Linked DNA regions of Gasterosteus aculeatus: region 1 is linked to region 2. The links are chromatin contacts, called in public Hi-C maps. All regions are on one chromosome and are shown on one strand. Each heading gives the region's core, a stretch centred on a gene start, on an enhancer-like site or on the middle of the called end of the contact. The rest is flanking DNA. Distances are from core to core; before and after follow the strand shown.

Region 1 (3,315 bases), core at 117-2,616, 50 kb after region 2:
CTTTCGCTAAACAACATCTGTTTAACTGTGGCCGAAAAGCACAATCCTTTATAAAAACATTTATAAATAACCTGAAGACTGCGGTGAGGGCAGTGCAACAGACTTCATGAACAACTGGCCGGATGATTCAGTTCTGTACCTGCGCTGCAGCATCCTGAGAGAAGATGAAAGCGTTGACGTGAGACACGGTGACTACATATAAGACAGGACACCAGCAGGGCTTCAGGGTCCCCGTCACCAGCGAGCGGAAGTAGAGATGGAGGAGAGGCAGGGAGTCCTCAGGGGGCGATGTGAACCGCTCCATAGGAATGGAGAGCTTCAAACCAAGTGCAGAAAGACAGAATTATTGATAATTTACTCAAAATAATTTTTAAACATGCAAAGGCAACTAATGAGACTATAAGTGGGTACATCCTCATTACCTGAGCCAGAGTGACTCCCAGTGACCGCAGCATTCCCACATGTTCCCCAAACACAGCTAGCCTCATGGTGGCGCTGTACCGCCTCTGCAAGGGTAAGAGCAGCCAGCAGCCAAACAGCCGGTCTCCGAAGGACACCGCTTCAAACTGGCTTAAAAGAGCAGAGTAGAGGTCCTGGAAGGAAGCTAGACCGGGAGGAGGGACGTTCAGGTCCAAAGAGTCCAGCCTGGATTGCCTGAAAATGGAAAGAAACTTTTTTTGACTCAATTCTCTGCTTTTGTACGCCGAGAGTAAGGATATCAAACATTTCCTAGACCTGGTCAGCAGTCTGAACAGACCCCAGGTCAGTTTCTGAACCGGTCTCTCCAGGAACAAGTCACTGGAGCACAGGAACACACAGGACAGGCGGGCGAGTTTGGCAACAGGAAGGACCACCTACAATACGACAAAATGTTCCAGAGGTTAATATCCGATAAATAGACAAATTGATTTTACATTTGTTGTTGAAAAAATTTCCCACAAAAGTCTAAGTCAGGTCTACGACGTGTGCTTGAACCGCAGTGCTCTCCTTATGTCGAATCCTGTTAAGGGTGGCGCAATCCTAACATGAAAACACTGACAAATGTCAGTCTCCAAGAAAGCTGCATAAGTTGCTTTCAAGCTAAAAAGAAAATGTCTAAAGAACAATTAGTGATCCTCATAAAAAGGACAACAATCAATCAATGTTTTCACAAAATAAAAAAGCAAATTGTCTCTACTTGCGCCTCCACCTTTAATGCCTCTTCCCTCCAGACCTCCAGCAGCAGCAGCCACTGCAGACAGTGGGTCACCGCCTGCAGGGCGCCCTGCGGGAGGTCTTCCACCGCCAGCCCGCCCCCGTCGGACAGACCTGTCCGCTCATACAGGCTGACAAGCGGGAGGAAAGGCCAATCAGAAGGCACGGTGGGACCGGTGAGCTCCGGCAGGAGATGGGAGCCGATCCAGGGGTTGCGGCCGAGGAGAGCGTCTCGCGACGTCAGCACAAGTGGCTCGAGGTGGGCCAGGTGAGTGAGGAAGCAGCCGCGTATGGACGGCAGCTGGATGCAGGCTTCTCTCAGCAGGGCTCCAACTGTCTGCAGAGAGGGAAAGGCGCGTTGGCACGTTTCCTCTTGGAGTCTCAGCTCGCCCAGCTCGACGGCCTCAGGTCCTCCGCTGTGTCCCTCTCTGGGAAGCAAACAGATGAGGAACGTGAGGAACAGGACTTTCGGCGGATCAGTTTAAACAGCTAAAATCCATCAAATTCCCAAGGAATGTTTCTTTGAATATGCTAAAACCTGTGAAAAAAAAGATTATATCCAGCTTGTTTGTATGGAATTTAAAAAATGTCTCTCAGTGTTGATTGTGTTGCCAATACAATTTTAAAATGAGTAGAGTCGACTTACGATATAAAGTCCTTGTTGAAGATGATGGTGGAAAGGAGTTGATGTCCCAGGTATTCACTGCCTGGTAACAACCATGGCAGCAGAACCAGCGCCACCGTGTGGTAAAGAGAAGCATGCTTGGCTACTTCTGGTTCAATGGACACCTGAGAAGAAACAAAAATGGCTGTTTAGGGGAAAATTAGGATGCCTTATAAGCATTCCTAATGAAAAGTGGACTTGGTTTGTAATAGAATGCTACCACAACCAGAATAAATAGCAAATATACTGCTGAAACAAAGCTTTAACCTCATGCTTTAGGTCAACTTTTAACGAGTTTGCAGCCTACCAGTCTGTTTGCCACCCGCAGCAGCAGATAGAGGAGGTGGTGTTCGTGACGGAGAAGCCAGGCTCTGCTGTGACAAAGGGTGGGCACAGCCTGACTGCAACTTCTCAGGTAACCAGTCACATGGACTGACAGGAGGAGGCTGGTGAACTAGAGAGAGATTAATACTTTACTGCTTTGTTCTTTGGCTGAAGGTTTGCTTAGCAGTGATACAATGTTATTCACCAAGTATATGTATTGCATGGCTCATTTTTGTCTGTCCCCATCCTTGCATGATGACAAAAAAAAAACCTAAAGATCTCCCCAACTCTCCCTGAAATTGTACCTTGTTGCTGAGGCCTTTGTGGATCCCTGTGATAGTTTCCAGGAGAAGCCCCAGGGCTGTGAGCAGAGGGAAGGGGGAGTTAGGAGCAACCAGCCCCGGGCGGTTCCTCCATCCTGGGCAGGCCAGACCAGGGAGGCTGGGATTGGTTTCTGGGCCCAGACCATCAGACTGGACATTACACACCACGGAGGACGACCTGGTGAAAATAATAATAAAAAAGGCTGTCAACAAATCAATAAAAACAAGTCAAGAACATCAAATCAGTATTCATTTTTTATACATTACTATTCGGCGATATGAAAAGTGAAAATACAAGAAATACAAAGACTGCACTGGTCTCACGGTGGGTCAGACATACTTTAGGTTCTCCATCAGCCCTTGGAAAGCATGGTGGGACATCAGAGGGACGAGAACCTCGGAGACCAGCCGCTCTATTTCCTGAAGGGTCTCTACTGGCTTGAAACACTTCTGAGAAACAGAGTCGTATAGTTCATGGATTCATAGCTCGTTTAAAGCACTCACTATGTGAACTCGTGGGGACACAACAAGACACGCGTCGTAGAAAGTATAGGTGGATTTGTTTTAACGCAGCAAGGAGCAGTACCTGTCGGGAGAGCTGATGGTAGTAAGCTTCCAGGTAAGCTAAGTAAGCCGGTATGACAACCAGGCTGACATCCTTCTGAACTGGATTATCGAGATCCTTCACAAAGCCCCTCAAATGTCCCAACAGTGAAGCCTGCAACCCTGTGACATGACCCCAAGACACTGGGGGAGGAGGGGGGCATTCCTCTCCCTGGCAGCTGTGGTAAAACAGAGTGGGTTCTGTGT
Region 2 (3,223 bases), core at 502-3,001:
TCGGATGCAGTGCAGCGGTGTTCAATGGCAGTGATCGACTACAAATACATAAATATAAATGAATAATAAATGAAAAAATAGCTACAAATGCAGCAGGTTAGTGCAGCGTACGAAAGAGAGTACAAAATTAGCAAATATTTTCACAGCTGCGTGGTCATCTAATACTACACGCCAATGCTATTATGAGACATCCTTCAGGACAAGGACATATTTGGACATGGGGAAAGAGATGAGTCAAAAATATGCAATGCCAACTAAAAATATATGGAGTTTGGCAAAATTAGCCTCAGTCCAGAAGATACAGGAAGGGATTTTCAGGACTCGACGCTTACCAGTGAGCAAGGGGACTGTTTTTTGGGAAAAATGCTTACTTGTTTTTGTTTTAGTCAAATCAAACCACTTTGCACTGTTAGTGTGCATCTATAGCCAGGAGGCAGTTCCCATTAGATCAGCACAAAGACGGCAAGTCCGGCTCGGTTGAGAGGATATTATATTTGCATCCTCTAAATTCCAGCAACAAACACATTATATGTTCTTTATTTTAACCCCCACGCAAACAGAATGTAAAGTGGGTGTAAAGTGTGAAATATCTGACTCTCCTGACTGTCTGTGAAACCAAAACCAGCATCCTCAGCGGGAGGAAGGTTCACATTTGACAACCTGAACTAAATCACTGTTTAGGATGTTCTTGTGTGCACAACTACCACTGACATACACACACCAGTCTCTACGAACTACAGAGAAAACCCCATTAGCTGAGGACATGCCGGAAACAAGAAGTAGACCTTCCGTTGAAGGAAAAGATCAGAGACGTGTTATTGCTGTATAGCTGACATCACTGAATTTCCATCCTTTGAAATCAAAATAAATAAGCAAAAGAACAGTGATTCGCTTCTCAACGGCTCAACATTTTCTGTGTGTATATTCCTACTGTACACAAATTACTACAAATACCAGCTAAACGTTTGCTATAATGCAACATATACTACTTTTAAAGCCTTCATGGAAATAAACAACAACAAATAGGTAGAAAAGGAGTCAAACTACAGCAGAACTTTTCTGTTGATGTGGACATGACCCATCACAGGGCTGCATGTGTACCAGTGGGACAGAGGCCTCTTTGTATCGCAGTACAGAGTAGCTCCAATAACTTGATGCTGTGGCTCTAGAACGAAAACCTCACGGTGATGCCGTTTGTTCCTCCAGGTTGTGACATTTCATTCACGCGTCACTCAGAACCCCTGTTACAGTAAGCCCCTTCTCAGACGGGGTTAACGCTGAGGTCTTCGGACAGAGAAAAGCCGGAGTCTCGGTCCCGCGCGGGTTTCTCGGCCTTGGCGTGTCGCCTCACGTCCTCGTGCCCGTAGCTGGCGTGGCGCTTCAGCAGCAGCTTGGGCACACAAGAGGAGGCGGCGTGGAGGCCAAACGCCAGTCCCAGGCCGCTCCCCGCGGAGGCCACGGGGGCAAAGCTGCTGTTTTTGACGGCCTCTGGGGTTTTGGGAAGGACCAAGGGAAGGCTCTCGGCCTCGTAGCTCTGCTCGTCGTAGGCGTAGTTGACGTTGCCACAGGGGAAACTCTGGAGCTTAGCCAGGTCCGTACCGGCTCTGACGGGCCCACTTGTCGGGGTCTTATGGGAGGACGTGCTCGGGGGCGTTTTAGTCGGGCCGGACGGGGACGAGGTAGAGGAAGTGCAGAGGCCGGGCGGCGGCGGGTGGGCGCTGTTGCACTCAGCCTCGTTGTGTTCACAGTTTGCGTTGCAGGTGTGAGGGGCCTGTGTGTTGGGGGCGGTGGTGGCGGAGCTCGAGAGCGGCATGGACTGAGTGTGAGCCAGCGTTTTCTTCCCCCGGAAGCTTTCCAAAACCCAGGAGCCGTATGTGGGGTTCCACAGGTTCTTTGTCTTGTTCTTCAGCCTCTGGCTCCCCGAAGAGGAGCTGTTTCTGGAGCACGGCTGGTGCCCGGAAGGCTCCGGGTGGAGCCAGTGGCCTCCCGCCGGCAAACCGGGGGCCGGCACGGGCTCCGCCCAGCACGGCTGCAAAGCCTCGCGGCACGATGTCACTTCTTGGTGGACGGGTTGGGTCCTCTGGAGGAGCACACGCGGTTTGGTAGGCTGTGGGGGAAGCGGTGTTGGGCCGAGGCCCAGAGAGGAGACACCCAGCTGGGAGGGGAAAGCCTGGGACACAGGATGGGACACCAAGAGGGGAGTGAGGCTGGCGAGGTCAGAGGGGAGGATTGTTGGGCCTCCTTTGTCGTCTGCAGCGGGGGCGTATTCAACGGGCAGAGGTGTGTTGATCACATCCGGGTCCTGAAGCAGAACAATGAAGAGGAAAAGGTTTTTTTTTAAATTGTTTTTATTCAACAACATTCGCGATGACAATTAATTTTGGATAAAGAACATACCTGAGAGCAGTAGTCAATTCTCTCCAGGATGGTAGAGAAGTTGGGCCGGTGCTCGGGACAGTGTTGCCAACACTGGGTCATGATCCGATAGCTAGAGCCATAAAAACAGACACACATTTCAGATATATTGTTTAAGCTGAACCATGAGATTACCAAAGCAAAGAAAACAAAGAAAACCACAGAATTCAAATCAATTACATATTAAAAGTTGCATACAAAGCCAAATCTTCCATTTCTTTTGGCTATCCCTGAAATCATCTGGTTCGACCCTGCAGTTATTTCGATGTGTTCCCTGTAAGTACTCACACAGGCCCGGGACAGCTCTTGGGAGGATCCATTCTGCCTCCGCTGGTGACAAACTCCAGCACCTCTTGGTTGGTTTTACAAGGATACGGCATGAATCCCAGCGAGAGGATTTCCCACAGCAACACCCCAAAAGACCTGCAGGGGGAGAGAAAGATCAACCACTGAGTTGAACTGACTGAGAGCACCAGAATCAATCTGTTATAACAGAGGCAGATAACATTTATTTTAAAATGCTAATTATCAGTTCACAGTTTTTGGTAACGGGAGTAAAAGCCGGTCTTTCTTTTTCTTTTCTCCCAGAATTCTCTGTGGTCTAATTGTATCCACCACCATCCATCTGTCACTTTTATAGACATCTTGCCGTAAAAGACTAAGCGCATTTATCAAGGTCAGATGTCTCTGAGCCTGTAAACAAACATTTCCTCTGGTCTTCAAAAGTTCAATTGTGACATTATTTGGCCCACGCCTAATATTCAACTTCTTATGCCATAGTAAAGTGCTTTGATCCTCACTGTGTTCT

The links. A called contact is a pair of places that touch in the nucleus more often than the background predicts.
Region 1: a Hi-C map of skeletal muscle shows a contact between it and region 2, with 3 times the contacts expected there. The contact joins two enhancer-like sites. A contact is called at or near these places in 2 of 6 Hi-C or Micro-C datasets (skeletal muscle and tail fin).

Annotation. Positions count from the first base shown.
Region 1 is chr15:7,224,450-7,227,764 of fGasAcu3.hap1.1, forward strand. rpap1 (RNA polymerase II associated protein 1) reads right to left here. Exons shown (of 26, transcript XM_040198770.2): 16 at 3,092-3,287; 17 at 2,846-2,955; 18 at 2,488-2,683; 19 at 2,166-2,312; 20 at 1,841-1,983; 21 at 1,190-1,622; 22 at 736-854; 23 at 423-654; 24 at 140-316. Among protein-coding and RNA genes, the nearest start is that of LOC120832486, 8.3 kb to the right of the region's middle. Within about 2 kb of position 1,367, at least 1 of the 9 cell types and tissues checked has open chromatin away from gene starts, as enhancers often do.
Region 2 is chr15:7,173,775-7,176,997 of fGasAcu3.hap1.1, forward strand. ltk (leukocyte receptor tyrosine kinase) reads right to left here. Exons shown (of 29, transcript XM_040199443.2): 27 at 2,704-2,838; 28 at 2,398-2,488; 29 at 1-2,302. The coding sequence ends at 1,262. Among protein-coding and RNA genes, the nearest start is that of itpka, 11 kb to the left of the region's middle. Within about 2 kb of position 1,752, at least 2 of the 9 cell types and tissues checked have open chromatin away from gene starts, as enhancers often do.